Regions from separate parts of the Mus musculus genome. Here region 2 is linked to region 1. A link is a contact called in public HiChIP or PLAC-seq data. All regions are on one chromosome and are shown on one strand. Each heading gives the region's core, a stretch centred on a gene start, on an enhancer-like site or on the middle of the called end of the contact. The rest is flanking DNA. Distances are from core to core; before and after follow the strand shown.

Evidence for each region. HiChIP or PLAC-seq counts read pairs in DNA pulled down with a chosen protein or histone mark.
Region 2: a contact with region 1 is called in an H3K27ac HiChIP or PLAC-seq map of embryonic stem cells, with 5 times the contacts expected there. The contact joins two enhancer-like sites. A contact is called at or near these places in 1 of 39 promoter capture datasets (liver), 2 of 115 datasets of contacts at active chromatin or transcription factors (both in embryonic stem cells) and 1 of 9 other capture datasets (adipose tissue).

What each region holds. Positions count from the first base shown.
Region 1 is chr15:84,081,457-84,088,090 of GRCm38.p6, reverse strand. Sult4a1 (sulfotransferase family 4A, member 1) reads left to right here. Exons shown (of 7, transcript NM_013873.3): 5 at 1,397-1,491. Among named protein-coding and RNA genes, the nearest start is that of Efcab6, 19 kb to the right of the region's middle. Within about 2 kb of position 1,555, at least 13 of the 459 cell types and tissues checked have an H3K27ac peak or open chromatin away from gene starts, as enhancers often do. A contact at or near this core is called in embryonic stem cells, where this site is marked.
Region 2 is chr15:84,312,403-84,318,826 of GRCm38.p6, reverse strand. Parvb (parvin, beta) reads right to left here. Exons shown (of 13, transcript NM_133167.3): 12 at 6,052-6,124; 13 at 3,218-5,872. The coding sequence ends at 5,796. Among named protein-coding and RNA genes, the nearest start is that of Gm22890, 7.7 kb to the left of the region's middle. Within about 2 kb of position 4,011, at least 144 of the 459 cell types and tissues checked have an H3K27ac peak or open chromatin away from gene starts, as enhancers often do. A contact at or near this core is called in embryonic stem cells, where this site is marked.

The DNA of each region.
Region 1 (6,634 bases), core at 306-2,805:
TCAGAGGTGGCCTCTTCCTTAGGTGGGGTCTGTGTTGAGTTATAACATCCTGCAGGCCTTGGGTAAGTGGCTTCATGGTCTTAACATAGTGAGGTATGGAGAGAAGCAGAGGGTGGGACAGAGATCCTTCTCTGGAGACTCAGGTCCCATTAGCATGTGTGTATCTCCTTCCTCCGTGGCCCCAAGTACAGAGGCAGTGGGGTGTTCCTGGTCTCCCTGGTAGCAGTCAGCATGCTTTGCTTGGTTCATGGTCCTGGTTGGCCTTTCTTGTGAAGCGTCATGTCACCAATGGGGTCCAGGCTGTCTGGAAGTCCTGTGCCTTCTCTGGGAGTGGGGAGAGCTTTCCCCTGTCTTTTTTAGGCTGCTTGCCTTCCTCCTGCCTCAGGACCTCATCTGCTGGGACTGAGCTGCACAGATCCAGACCAGAGTCCAGGCTTCCACGGCAGTTGTCCCCTTGTGACCTGGCCTGCCACTGTCCTTTCCTGAGACTCAGCTCTGTAAAATGAATAGATTTGCCAAGATGGGTTTGCAGGGGTCAAACAGGTGTGTCTGAGTGGGGTGTGCTAGGTTGTGTCTGACTGGGTTATACCTGTGCAGGTCCACGGTGCCCTAGTACACCTCTACCAGGGAGCTTGCGGGTGGCCCTGAGGATGGAGCCCCATCCATGCCTCTGTATCTTCTTACTCCTGAGAAGGGTTCGGGTACCACTTCTTTATAGTATCTCATGGAGCCCCCTCCCCCCCATTTGCCATCCCCCACGGCAGCATGGCACGAAGTCCATCACAGGGCTGCACAGTTCAGCCAAAAAGATGGGAGCACAGCGGAACTTGTCACTAGGAAGGCTGTGACATAGCTTGCAGACTGGACCGAGTCCTCTTATACTTGCCACATGCCTAGCCCAGACCTGAGGTGCCGTGGCGAGGTGAGGCCATGCTGTGGCACATATTGTCTGTGTGACAGCCAGGGTTCCCACCTCTCTTTAATCGCAGGTTTCTCTGACAGTATCTGGGGTCATTCAGAAGTCATGGGGCGGGGCCTTGTTCTGGAACTCTCTCAGAGCTTCACACCCCCAGCCTACTCCACCTGCCTCTTTTGTTCTGATTCCTCTGAGCATTGTTTTCTCTCGTTGGCACTAGCGTATGCACTGTGTCCTCTTATCTTCAGAGCGCCTCCTGCTGTGTCAGGTCTTCAGGGCATCCTGAAGTACATAGGCTGGGTAGGGGTGAAGAGCGTTGACAAGAGCAGGAGGGGTGAGGGCCTTTAATGGTTTCTTCCTTCCGGGAGACCCCCGTAGTTTCCTTCCCAGCAGCTGGGCAGGAGCTGGGCATCCTGTGGGAGGGGCAAGAACACCTACACAGTTCCCTTCCCAGCTGTGCCCTTTTGTCTGTTTCCACAGTGGGCTACGGCTCCTGGTTTGAGCATGTTCAGGAATTCTGGGAACATCGAATGGATGCCAACGTGCTTTTCCTTAAGTATGAAGACATGCACCGGGTGAGTAGTTGGGGGTAGGTTACTGAGTCGTCCTTGCCGAGAGGCGCTGTCCATGGCCTGGAGCTGTCCGTGGTGCCAGCACCAAGTGGAGGCAACGGAGGGATCTGCACAATTCCTTCCGTGCCCAGAGATGCTTGTGGTCTTACGTCCCTAATCCAGCTCATGGCCCCTGTTGGGCATCTTTTGAGACAGGCTGGTGTCCAGTGATGTCATGGAAAAGCCCGTTTCTTGGCTTTACTGCCTTAGCGACAGGTGCAGGACCTTGGCCGTTCTCATTTGTTGTCTCAAAACCATCACCTTGGTGACTGTGAGGGCAGTATGCTGGGGTAGTTGAGTCCCTTTGCCTTCTGCGTCAGCTTTTGGGATGCTTGTGACCTTGTGTGTTAGCCTGTGGTGTCCCCTCCCTGTTTCTTCTTGGTGCTCAGGGAAGGAGGTCATTATTGATTTGTGTGGATGTGACGCCCTACTCTGTGCAGGTCTGCTGGGTATGGCTGTGGGAGCACTGGGTGTGTGAGCATTTTGGGTGCCTTGATAGCTGCATATTTTCTCTCTCTCTCTCTCTCTCTCTCGCTCGCTCGCTCGCTCGCTCCCTCCCTCCCTCCCTCCCTCCCTCCCTCCCTCCCTCCCCCCCTCTTTCTCTCTCTCCACCCCCTCTCTGTTTTTGGAGGTGGAGTTTCTCTGTGTAGTCCTGGCTGTCATGAAACTAACTCTGTAGACTAATCTGGCCTCAAATTCAGAGATCCGCCTGCTTCCACCTCCTGAGAGCTGGGATTAAAGGTGTGTGCTACCATCTCCCAGTGGTTTCTCTCAGGCCAAGAGCAAACCTGGCCTTGACCTCGCTCCCTCTCAGCATCTTACCCTTATCTTCACTTCACTGCAGACCCTTCCCTTCCTGTCTCAGGCCCCTCGTTACCTGGCCCCACAACTCCCAAGCTGCTCTGTCATGGTCTGCAGTGATTCCCTACTTTGCTACAGCAGGTAATGGTTACTGGGTTCCTGTAACCCAGCCTTCTGATGACCCTTCCCTCCTCATTTGGCTGCCAAGATAACACCCTCATCTCCCATGGTCCCCTTCTCTCAGATTTATTTTATGAGTTTTTTGTTTTGTTTTGTTTTTGCCTGCATGTATGTATGTGTAGCGCGTGCATGCTGGTGCCCAAAGAGGTCAGAAGAAGGTATTGGATCTGGAGTTAGGAATGGTTGTAAGCCACTGTGTTTATGTTGGAAACCATACTTGGGTCCTCTGCAAGAGCACCAAGTGCTGTTAACTGCTGGGCTGCCTCTCCAGCCCCACGTCCGGCATCTCTTGCTGTTTTCCCATGTCCTGACTGCAGATGCTCGCATGCCACAGATGCTCACACAGCACAGGCCTCAGCCTAGGCCTTGTTTCTCATCGTTTCTTCTGTTCACTTCCTGTGGTGTCATTCCTTTGCCAGGTTTGGAGCTCTGCTGCCACTGTGCACACAGCTGGCTGTGGGCATCCCGAGACACATGTCTGTGTGGTTGTCCAAGGGAGACCCAGGACTTGATGCACCCAGACCAAGCTCTCCCTAACCCTCATCTCAGTTCAGGGCAGGCTGCTCTGCCTTCTGGGGTTGCTCAGGAGGAATTCTGTATTTGTCCCAATGTCTCTTTCACACAGTGCATCTGTGTCCCAAGTCCTGTTAGCTCTGTGCTTAAATCCTCACACTTACCCAGCCAGTTGTGCCCAGGTCTGCCTGTCTTTCTGTCCATGCCTGCATCTCTCCATCCTGTTACTGAGTTATAATCTGAGTCTTTACTCCTGGCTTCCTTCCTGGCCTCTCTACCAAGTTCTCTCATCACAGGGGCTGTGCCTACTGGTGCTGAAATTTCATCATCATTTATCTTGTCACAGCCCATGTGGCCATGGGTGATCGTCCCAATTCCTGGATACCTTAACCTCCCTGACTGCCTTGGTATTACTTGATCCTGTCTCCCTGCTTCTGTTTCAGGCCTGTGCGTTTGCTCTTGCCATCCAGAATGTTCTTCGTGTATCTACGTGGATTGCCCTCTCACCTCTGTCTTGTCTGCTCCTAGGCCACCTTGTCAGTAGGCCCCTCCCTCGTGTGTGTGTGTGTGTGTGTGTGTGTGTGTATGTGCTCATGTGTTCAAATCAATAACTGACAGGTTTCAGGAGCTTAGCCACTGCTTTCAGAGTGAGAGAGAGAGAGAGTGACCCGCAGGGTGGAGACACCTATGCACCCTTTCCACAGGAAGGCTGAGGTGCTGAGAGTCAAAAGCATGTGCAGGCCTTTTGCTGGAAAAGGCTAAGGGTACACAGGCCTGGGATGCAGTGACCTGGGTTCAAGTGTCCTCTTGAAGTTCTGAACTAGGGCTGACCAGGGCCAAGCCATACTGTCCACTGTGTCGGGGGAGTGAGATGGTTAATGGGAGGAGCTGGGTCAGAGGTCAGAGAGACTGGAGGTGTGTTAGAGCGTGGCAGCCTATGTGGACTTGCACATGGCCTTGGAAATCTGATTGGAAACCTGTTGGAAGGCGCTGGGGGGGAGGTGAGGGGCTCGTGAAGGGACCTGGGTGACAATGGCTCCTGATCACTGGAAAGGGCTGGATAGAGGTTGTGGTGATGTAGTGTCCACCCTATCTCCTAATATGCTATCCTGGATGTCCCCTCTGCACTGACTCTGGGCTGAGCTTATGCACTGGGGGTCCATGAGTACCAGAGAGCATGCCGTAGGGGAAGAAGTAGAGGGAAGGTTTGTGCCATGGGGCTTGCCTACCCAGGGGTGCTGGCTACCTGATGGGACCCAGCCATCCTGCTGGAAAATCTGTAGGAGGTGCAGTGGGCATTAGGCTACAGCCTTGCTAACTGCTGCTGGTGGCTGAGAGAATCCCTAGGTAATAAGGCCTGACCTTTATCCCCATACCCAAGGGAAGATTCCTGGTAGCCTAGATGCCCGTTTGCAGAGAACCACAAGGGGGTGGGTGTATTTCAGAGGATTCTGTCCATAGTCCATCTGTGATTTGTCGATTCTGACTCTCAGGTGGGGTGGGGGGCATGCTTCAGGGATCAGTTACCCTATGGAGAGCAGGAAACCAAGAGGGGCCAGAGGTTGGGAGATTCCTTTCAAAGGCTCACCCCTAGTGACGGCTTGTGATGGCTTCTTCCAGCCAGGCCAGGCCTCATAATGATTCTATTTCCAAAAACAGCACCCCCAGCTTGGGGCCAAGCATCAGTACCTGGACTTATTTTAGTTAGACACATGACTACTGTGTGATTTTTTTTTGAATCATTTAATTATGCACGTGTTTATGGGTTTGTACACATGGGTGCAGGTGCCCATGGAAGTCAGAAGGCATCAGATCCCCCCTGGATCTAGTGTCACAGCCAGTTGTGAACTGTCACACATGGGTACTGGGACCAGAACTCTAGTCCCCTGAACGAGAAGTGTGTATGCTTGATGGCTGAACCATCTCTCTGGTCTTTGTGTCCTGCCTTTTAGGGTGCATCAGCATCACCCCGAAGGTGCAGCTAATAACAGGAGCCCCCTGACGGGGTATACTCACCTCTAACCACTCACTGAAGTCAGTTGCTTTAGTGTCTAATCTGCATTGCATATTTTTCCAGAAACTCACTGGTAGCTACTGAGGTCTTTGATGGAGACTAGGGGGCTAAGATTATTTGTTTGAGACAGGATTTTTTTTTCCTGGGTAGTACTAGGTGTTCTGAAACTCACTCTTTAGACCAGGCTGGCCTCAAACTCAGATCTGCCTACCTCTGCCTTGAGTGTGGGGATTAAAGGCATGTGCCGCCATGTGCTTGCTGCCTGAGATTACGTTTTTTTGTTTAATTTTAACCTTTTTATTTTATGTGTATGAGTGTTTTGACTGCATGTATGTCAGTGTACCACTTGGACACAGTACCGGCAGAGGCCAAAAGATGGTTCTGGATTCCCTGGTACTGGAGTTATATAGATAGTTGTGATCTACTATGTGGGTGCTGGGAATTGAACCTGGGTCCTCTGGAAGAGCAGCAAGCTTTCTTAACCACTGAGCCATCCCTCCAGCCCCTAAAATTATATCTTTTAGGAATTTAAGTTCTCATTTTACTGTAGAAAACCTAGCCATGAGAGAGCATCTGCAGTTTCTAGTTGTGGAGTAGGTGGGCATGTTTTTTGTCTTGGTGTTGGAGGCAGAGCTGGGTGATCCTCTTCGTGTGTGTGTGTGTGTGTGTGTGTACATGTACTTGTGAGTGTGTTCATGTTAATAAATGGAGGTGTGTGCATTGCACTGCGCATTTGGAGGCGACATGACAACATCAGGTCCTACCTTTTGTTTAAGACAGGGCCTTTTGTCCTCTGTGGTGCATGCCAGGCTGGTTTGCCAGTGACCTTGCTGCGATTCTCCTCTGTGCCTCCCATCTCTCTGTAAGAGCGCTGGCATTGCATCTGCATGGATCCACATCCAGCTTTAATCAGATTCTGGGAATCTGAACTCAGGTCTTCACACTTGCGTAGCAAATGCTTTCCTCTTGGGGCTATCCCCTAGCCCCCTGCCCACCTCCCCCTTAGTGCCACAGCTGCCTCAGGGCTGACAGTCCTGTCTCGGTGGCCTGTGCCAAGTTGCCCCAATTAAGGTCCCCCTTCATCCCCACAGTCAACCTGAGAGGTAGTCTGTCACTAGTGAGGTTCCCCTGATAATGACAGGTGGCTGGCCAGCACTCCTGTCCCTGATTGTGGATGGAAAGAAAGTGCATCTCAGATGAGTAAGGTGTACAGTTAAGTTTGGCCTGGCAGTTATCCAACAGTTTTCTTTAATGTGTGTCCAGATGCAGAATTGGTCCATCCATCCTCCCAGAAGGGTGTTGCATGGATGCCGAGCTGCCTGGAGCCATCCCGTAGAGCATCCTAACTATCCGGCTATCTGCTGCAGCCCTTTCCTTGGGCGCTCTCTTCTGAGGCCAAGTTTTATTTTTCTCTCATTCTTTTTCCTTTGAAATGCCAGGGTTGGTAGGTGCAGTGTCGTCTTATTTACTTTGTGTTTGTTCTGACATCTGTTGTTCACGTAGCCCACATGCCATTCCTGTGTCTGAGAGCTTGGTGTGTGTGTGTGTTTGTGTGTCTATGTGCCTCCCGGCTCCCAGGAGACAGAGAAGAGAGGAGTG
Region 2 (6,424 bases), core at 2,762-5,261, 230 kb before region 1:
AGACGTGGGATTGGATGAAATTCTGAAAGTGGGGTTTTCAGGCTCAGTGCTATAGCATATATATATAAGAAAAAGGGGGACCCAAGCTAGAACTCTTATTTTGCATCTCTATAAATGTGCTCTGCCCTCTTGTCCTGGAAAGTCCATAACCAATGTCAATGCCGCCGGAGAATACACTCCCCAACCTCAAGGACCAGGAGCCAAACCCACCTCTGTGTTTTATAAATTACTGTCTTAGACATTTTGTCATAGCAACAGAAAACAAAACCAAGACAGTACCCCCCAAGAAATCATGGACTCTGAATTGTTCACCAGGCACTGTGGGTCATTTGATATGTCAGTCCACAAAGCCAGTGAATCAAAATGTTCCATGGTCAATGGGGAGAGATGCACATGGGGCCAGACTCCAACAATCCTTCATCACAGATGTGAAGTTCATGAGTAAGTGCGAGACAGAGTAGATGCTCAGTAAACAATTCCCTCTGTGTAGGGCCTACATAGGGGGTCCCCATACCTTGCCCAGTGCAAAAACCACCCTTGATGGTGTTGACAATAACTTCTTGAAGCTCAAAGATGGGGTCTCCACAACAGGCCTCACCTCAGCTCTCCCCAGGCTGCAGTGCCCCAGCTCTAGCCTGAAGAGGGTTGCACAGGTCCCAGCTTGTGGCCCCTTCCTTGTCTGAATTCCCTGTGACCACAATCCCCAGATTGGCAACAAAGGAAGGAGGGACCCCACACAAGCCCTGAAATGGGGGGATTCACCGGGGGCCTGACAACTGACAGTCAGCCCAGGATAATGGAACAAAACCTTTCTGTGAGAAATAAGGGGTACAGAGACCTGAGCAGCCCATGGAGCCCTCAGCTCTGTGTTCTCCTCTGAGCTGGCTTTGAGCTCCTATACATGTTCAACCATACCCTGCTATGCCCTGTCACCCTAGTTTACCAGAAGTCTCCTGATCCAGAACTCAGTCACTCCATTGGCTCTGATCAATTAAGACCCACCTCCCAAACCCCAGAAAAAGACCCATTGAGAAGAACCAATCAGAAGGTCTCTGGAGGGATCACATGTCACAGCTAGTCTTAAAACACTGGTGTCTAGTATGTGTTAATTAGGGTGTTTTTTTTGTTTTTGTTTTTTCCCCAACTTGACACATTCTTGAGTCAACTTGACACAAACTAGAGTCCTCTGGGAAGAGAGAGGCTCCACTCAGGAAACACCTCTACCAGATTGGCCTGTGGGACATTTTCTTGATTCATAATTGATGTACCCACTGTGGGTAGTGTCACCCCTGGGCTGGTGGTCCCAGATTCTTTAAGAGGACTGAGCAAGCCATGAAGAGCAAGTCAGTAAGCAGTATTCTTCTGTAGCTTCTGCCTCAGTTCCTGCCTCCAGGTTCCTGCCTGGCTTTAGTACCTTACATCTTTCAGTGAATGAGTGTCATGTAAAAGTATAAGCTGACATGAATCCTTTCCTCTCCACGTTGGCTCTGCTGTTTATCACAGCAATAGAAAGCAAACTAAGACATCTCTCTCTCTCTCTCTCTCTCTCTCTCTCTCACACACACACACACACACACACACACACACACACACACACACACACACACACATTTTTCCTTGACAGGGTCCCATATAGCTCTGTATAGCAGAGGGTGATCTTGAATCCCTGATCCTCCTGACTCCATCCATCCCCCTGGTGCTGAGGCAATAGACCTATGCCACCATGTGTGATCTATGTAGTGCTGGGGTTTGATGTAGTGCCCTGGTCCACTCTTCGGCTCAAGGCGCTCTTTCTATCTCAGCTTCCTAAAAAGACCTGGAGTATCTAGCCAAGAACTTTACCAACTGATCTGTGGCCCTAGCTGCCAAGGAGAGATTTACGGACTACCCCAGGAGCTGGTAGTTTACCTCAGGGTGTCCCAGACTGAGCACGGTAACATTTGGAGACACTAACTCTTCTTTGTCTAGTGAGCTGTAGGATGTCAGTAGCAAGCCAAGCCTCCACAACAGGCTAGTAGCTCAGAGATGTGAGAACCAATCCAGACATGACAACACATAGCCTAGGGACACAGTACTGAAGATGGCTGGTTTCTCTCCCTCTGAATTGGAAGGCTCTGGCAAATTAACCTACCAGCAGTCACTGACAAACCAAACGAGGCTGGAGCCCAAGAGCCCATCCAATGCCTAAATCCCTCTCAGCCACACTTTGTCCTTTTAAGCAAGCCATTAAAAAAAAAAAGTCTATGCGTATGCACACATGTTCTTTTGTTGTGAATCAGGGCACACGAATGTCATGTCATGTGTGTAGCAGTCAGAGGACAACCCCAGGTGCCAGCTCTTGAGGATGTTGACATTCCAATGCTGTGTTCCCCAGGATAGCTGGCCCCTGAGTTTCCAGAGATTGTCTCTACTTGGGATTGTGGACACCTAATACCACACCCAGCAGACAGAGCTGGAGATTAAAACTCAGGTCTTCCCAATTACCCAACAAGCACCTTGCCCAAGGGCCATCTCCTAACCCTAGTCTGTCTGTTTAAATAGCATCACTGAGTCCTATCCAGGCCAGCTATGCATTCATGGGTAGGGGAAACTGTTTTGAGACAGGCTCTCACTCTATTGCTCAGGCTACCCTGAACTATGTAGCCCAGGCTGCCCTTGAACTCTTGGCTCTCACTCTGTAGAGAAAATGTACCAGAAGCGTGGCACTTCTTCAAGGGGGGGGGGCACAAAATGCCAAGCTGAGGTGGCCATCACAGAATGGCTTTGACTTCCTACTCCTTCCACAGAGAGAGCAAGGGAGCCCAGCCCCCAGGCCTTCTGCTCTTCCCCAGTCTCTTCCTTCAGCCTCTGTGTGGTAGCATCAGAGGGGAGAGTTCAAGCCAGCCTGGCAATGTGAAATGATGCAGCCCCAGCTCTGGGCAGGGAGAACGGACAGGAAATGTGTGAGAAGCAGCCCCGCAAGGAGCCAGAGGCCAGCTGGTATGTATCGGAGCTCATAACTAGCGTAAGTCAGAGCACATTGTGACACCCCCAGCTTCATCTCCCGCCTGAACGTCTGGCACAGGAAGCCACGAGTTTGAGCTGTTGCAAGCACGCTGTCCCTGCTGTCTGCCAGGAGGGTCTGATCAAAGCACAGCCGGGGGTTTAGTGGTTTTTATTTAATATCCAGAAATCCAAAGGACACATTACTTCAAACAATTAAAAAGACAATAAAGCGCGGCCGCACAGGGGACGTAACGGATTCGGCTGCTTGGATATAAGATTCCCCTTGGTCAGCCAATGAGGAAGGATGCAGGGGGCCTGAGCTCAGGACTTGCACAACTGAGTGTGAAGGTGGCACAAGAGCTGCCTGCAGGTCCACAGAAGGCTGGAGAGCTGGAGGGGATGTGCCAATCAGGGCAGGGCAGAAGGGAGGAACCCAGTCCTGGCCTGCAGACCTGGGGGCAGGGGGTGCAGACCTGCCTGCCCCTTCCTCAAGACCCCATGGAAGTGACAGATGATGACATTTCTAAGAGTTTTAGTGGCCAGACCTCTCAACAATATCAGGAGAGAATGAAGATCCAAGCAGTAGAAGGTTCCAGAATGCCCTCAAATTAACAGCTCAAAGAGAAGTATTTGTATCCCAGCCCCCCACCCAGAGAACTGTGGGAAAGTTTGGGGGTGGGCACTGGTCACCTGAGGTCATCTGGGTGGGGGTTCTCTCTTTTTTTTCTACGAAGAAAGCCTTGCCTTACGCGGGTGGCCCTGAAGTTGGCCTAGACATCTTAGTTATTGGTGCCTTTGTCCAGGCTATGGTATGAATGGCAGCTCCGCAGTGAAGGGACGGTAAGGCCAGCCCTTCACTGGTGTGTGAGAACCACACCTCCACGCTCAGTCAATGGGGGAGGTCACACCTTCATAGAACCCTGGCTTCCCAAGTTCTGCCTCAGGCAAAGGAGCCTGCTTACATTCCAAGCAGGACTTGTGCCCTCCAGATAGGGAACCCCAGGAAGCCACCGCCCGTCCCAGACCAATTCTTTCCCTCCCTTCAGCACGGTAGGTCTTTGCATCTAGGATCCCCGCCCCAGACCGCCTGTGAGCAGAGCAAAGCGGTCCCAGCAGCTCCCAGATACTGCTGTGGTTCTGTGTCTGCGAGGAAGGCAGCACAGAACCTTCCAGTCCCGGGTATTTTGTCAGTGTGGCTCTTTAATGTCACCGCATCCCACAGGGAGACACGGTAATGCCATTTTAATTATCTCTCTCCCCTGCTGGGAAGCCTCCTCCACCGGAGCGGCTATTCCAAGACCCGTCCCCAGCTTAGCAGCAGTGGAACCAAGGGAAGATATTAAAATGTTTTCTGGAACATCATTGCTGGCGTTCAGCTCGGTAGCAACACCTCACCCCACAGCCCTGGGTCTTGTGGTAAGGTGGGAATCAGGAAAGGAAGGTTTCCTGTAAGCTGCCATGAACAGTGCTGTAAGGCAGGTGAGAGGCAGGAGGAACGTGAGAAGGGGGTGGGGGTGGGGGTGAACCACAGAAGCAGGATTCCTGAGACAAGGAGCCAGCCGGCCATGGCACCACCTCCAGAGTCAAGGGAAGTGGGTGGTGAAGGGCTTGAGGGAGCAGCAGGATTTTCTCTTATAGGTCATGCTGTAGGGGATACCAGCAGTGTCTAGGAGGGATGTGGACATCTCTTAGGTCCCACTGCCAGCTGAGACACAGCCCACAAACCAATTCCTGGCTGGTCGGAGGGAGGCTGCATTTGGCGACTGGGGGGCGGGGGGAGGGAGGGGTGGCTTGCTGACATCATGGGGTCAGCGAGGTCATGCAGGGGATGGTTCCACTGTGGAATGAAGAGGAGATAAATAGAGGAGGAGGAGGAGGAGGAGGAGGAGGAGGAATGGTGTGAAGGCAGAGAAAGGCAGCCTGCCAGCACCTCCACCTTCTACCCTCAGCCTCCAGAGCAGTCAGACACACGGCCTCTGTAATTCTGGCTGCTCGCTGGTAGCCTGTGGTCAGGCAGCCCTTGTAATGGATCCCTACCTTCTTGTAAAGTCTCTAAAAATGTGTCCATTCCCTAACAGGGCCTCCGAGACAGGAGGTTCCTACTCCAAGCCGGCTCTGAAGCTGCACATTCAGAGCCAGCAAGAGACCCAGACATGCACCGTACACACTACCCCGGGGCCCCAAGGCATTCTGGGTCCTGAGAGTTCATGTAAAAGGTCCGTTAAAAGCAGCAAACCGCAAGACGGATGGGGATGGGGTGTGTGGAGACACACATCAGGAGTCTAAATCTTCTGAGACTCAGGAGTGAAAAACTGAGAGGATCTTTTTTTACTGAGACCCTTGCTTCCAAGGAGAGGCCAGCCCAGGGGATTCCTGAGGACAAATGGGGCGGAGTCCCTGGAGCCAGGGCTGTTGCAGTAATTGCTCTGTGGGCTGGAGCACAGGTGGACAGCCCTCTCCAGCCGAGGGCTAGGCTGGGCCTTTGCTCTTTTTCATCTTTCTCCGGGGGGGGGGGGGGGGGGGGAGGGGGAGGGGAGGCAGAGAAAAAGAAGAAGTGAGGCCTTAAACTTAAACGGGAGAGGGTATTTGAAGCACCAAGTTCTCAATGACCTAACCAGCTAGGGAACCACACGGCGGAAGGGGGTGGGGTGGGGGGGTGTTAAAACCAAACCAGGCAGGGGACAGGGAGCAGAGGCCAGGGAAGCCTGAGGCCTCCCCAGGGAGGTGTTTTCTGGGAAAGCAAGGACTGTGTGGATGGATACACCCATTTTTCTGGCCTAGCACTTGTCCCTGGAGGATCAGTTGCTCCGTCACTCCACATCCTTGTACTTGGTGAACAGCGTGTAAAGGACCCGCAGAGTGGACTTGAGGTCCAAGTTCACCACATCTGCAAAAAGAAACAGCATTGACTGAAGAGGCCAGACTCCAGGAACTACAGGCTCTATTGCCACCCACGTAGGAGAAAGATGCCTGCCACCTATCTATCCACAGGACATACAGGTTGCCTGGGACCCTGACCCCTGCTGTCCCTGTCTTATGCTTGGAGCTGCTCTGGTGGTGTGTTACCTTCAGGGCGTGCCTTGGGCTTCTTGAGGCCTCCATCCAGCATCAGTTCAAAGGCAAAGGCCACGTTGTGCACCTGTCAGGGACAAGACAGGAGCAGGGTCAGCGCCAGTAAGGTCCATGTCCCTAACACCCGGCCATGTCCACACAATCCTTTTTTCTGTATAGAAAGGACTGACTCTTCCTCTTTGTACAAAGCCCACTAGGACACAGGACAGGGCACAGGGAGTCGATGGGGACCACACAACAGTCCCTCTTCCCCTTGCCAGGGACCTGAAAGAATGATGTAAGAATGGCAGCTCCCAGTTTGCCCTCCTCCACACATGACTCAGATCCAAGTGCTGCCTCTGAGCCAGCATCTACTACATGGTGAGAA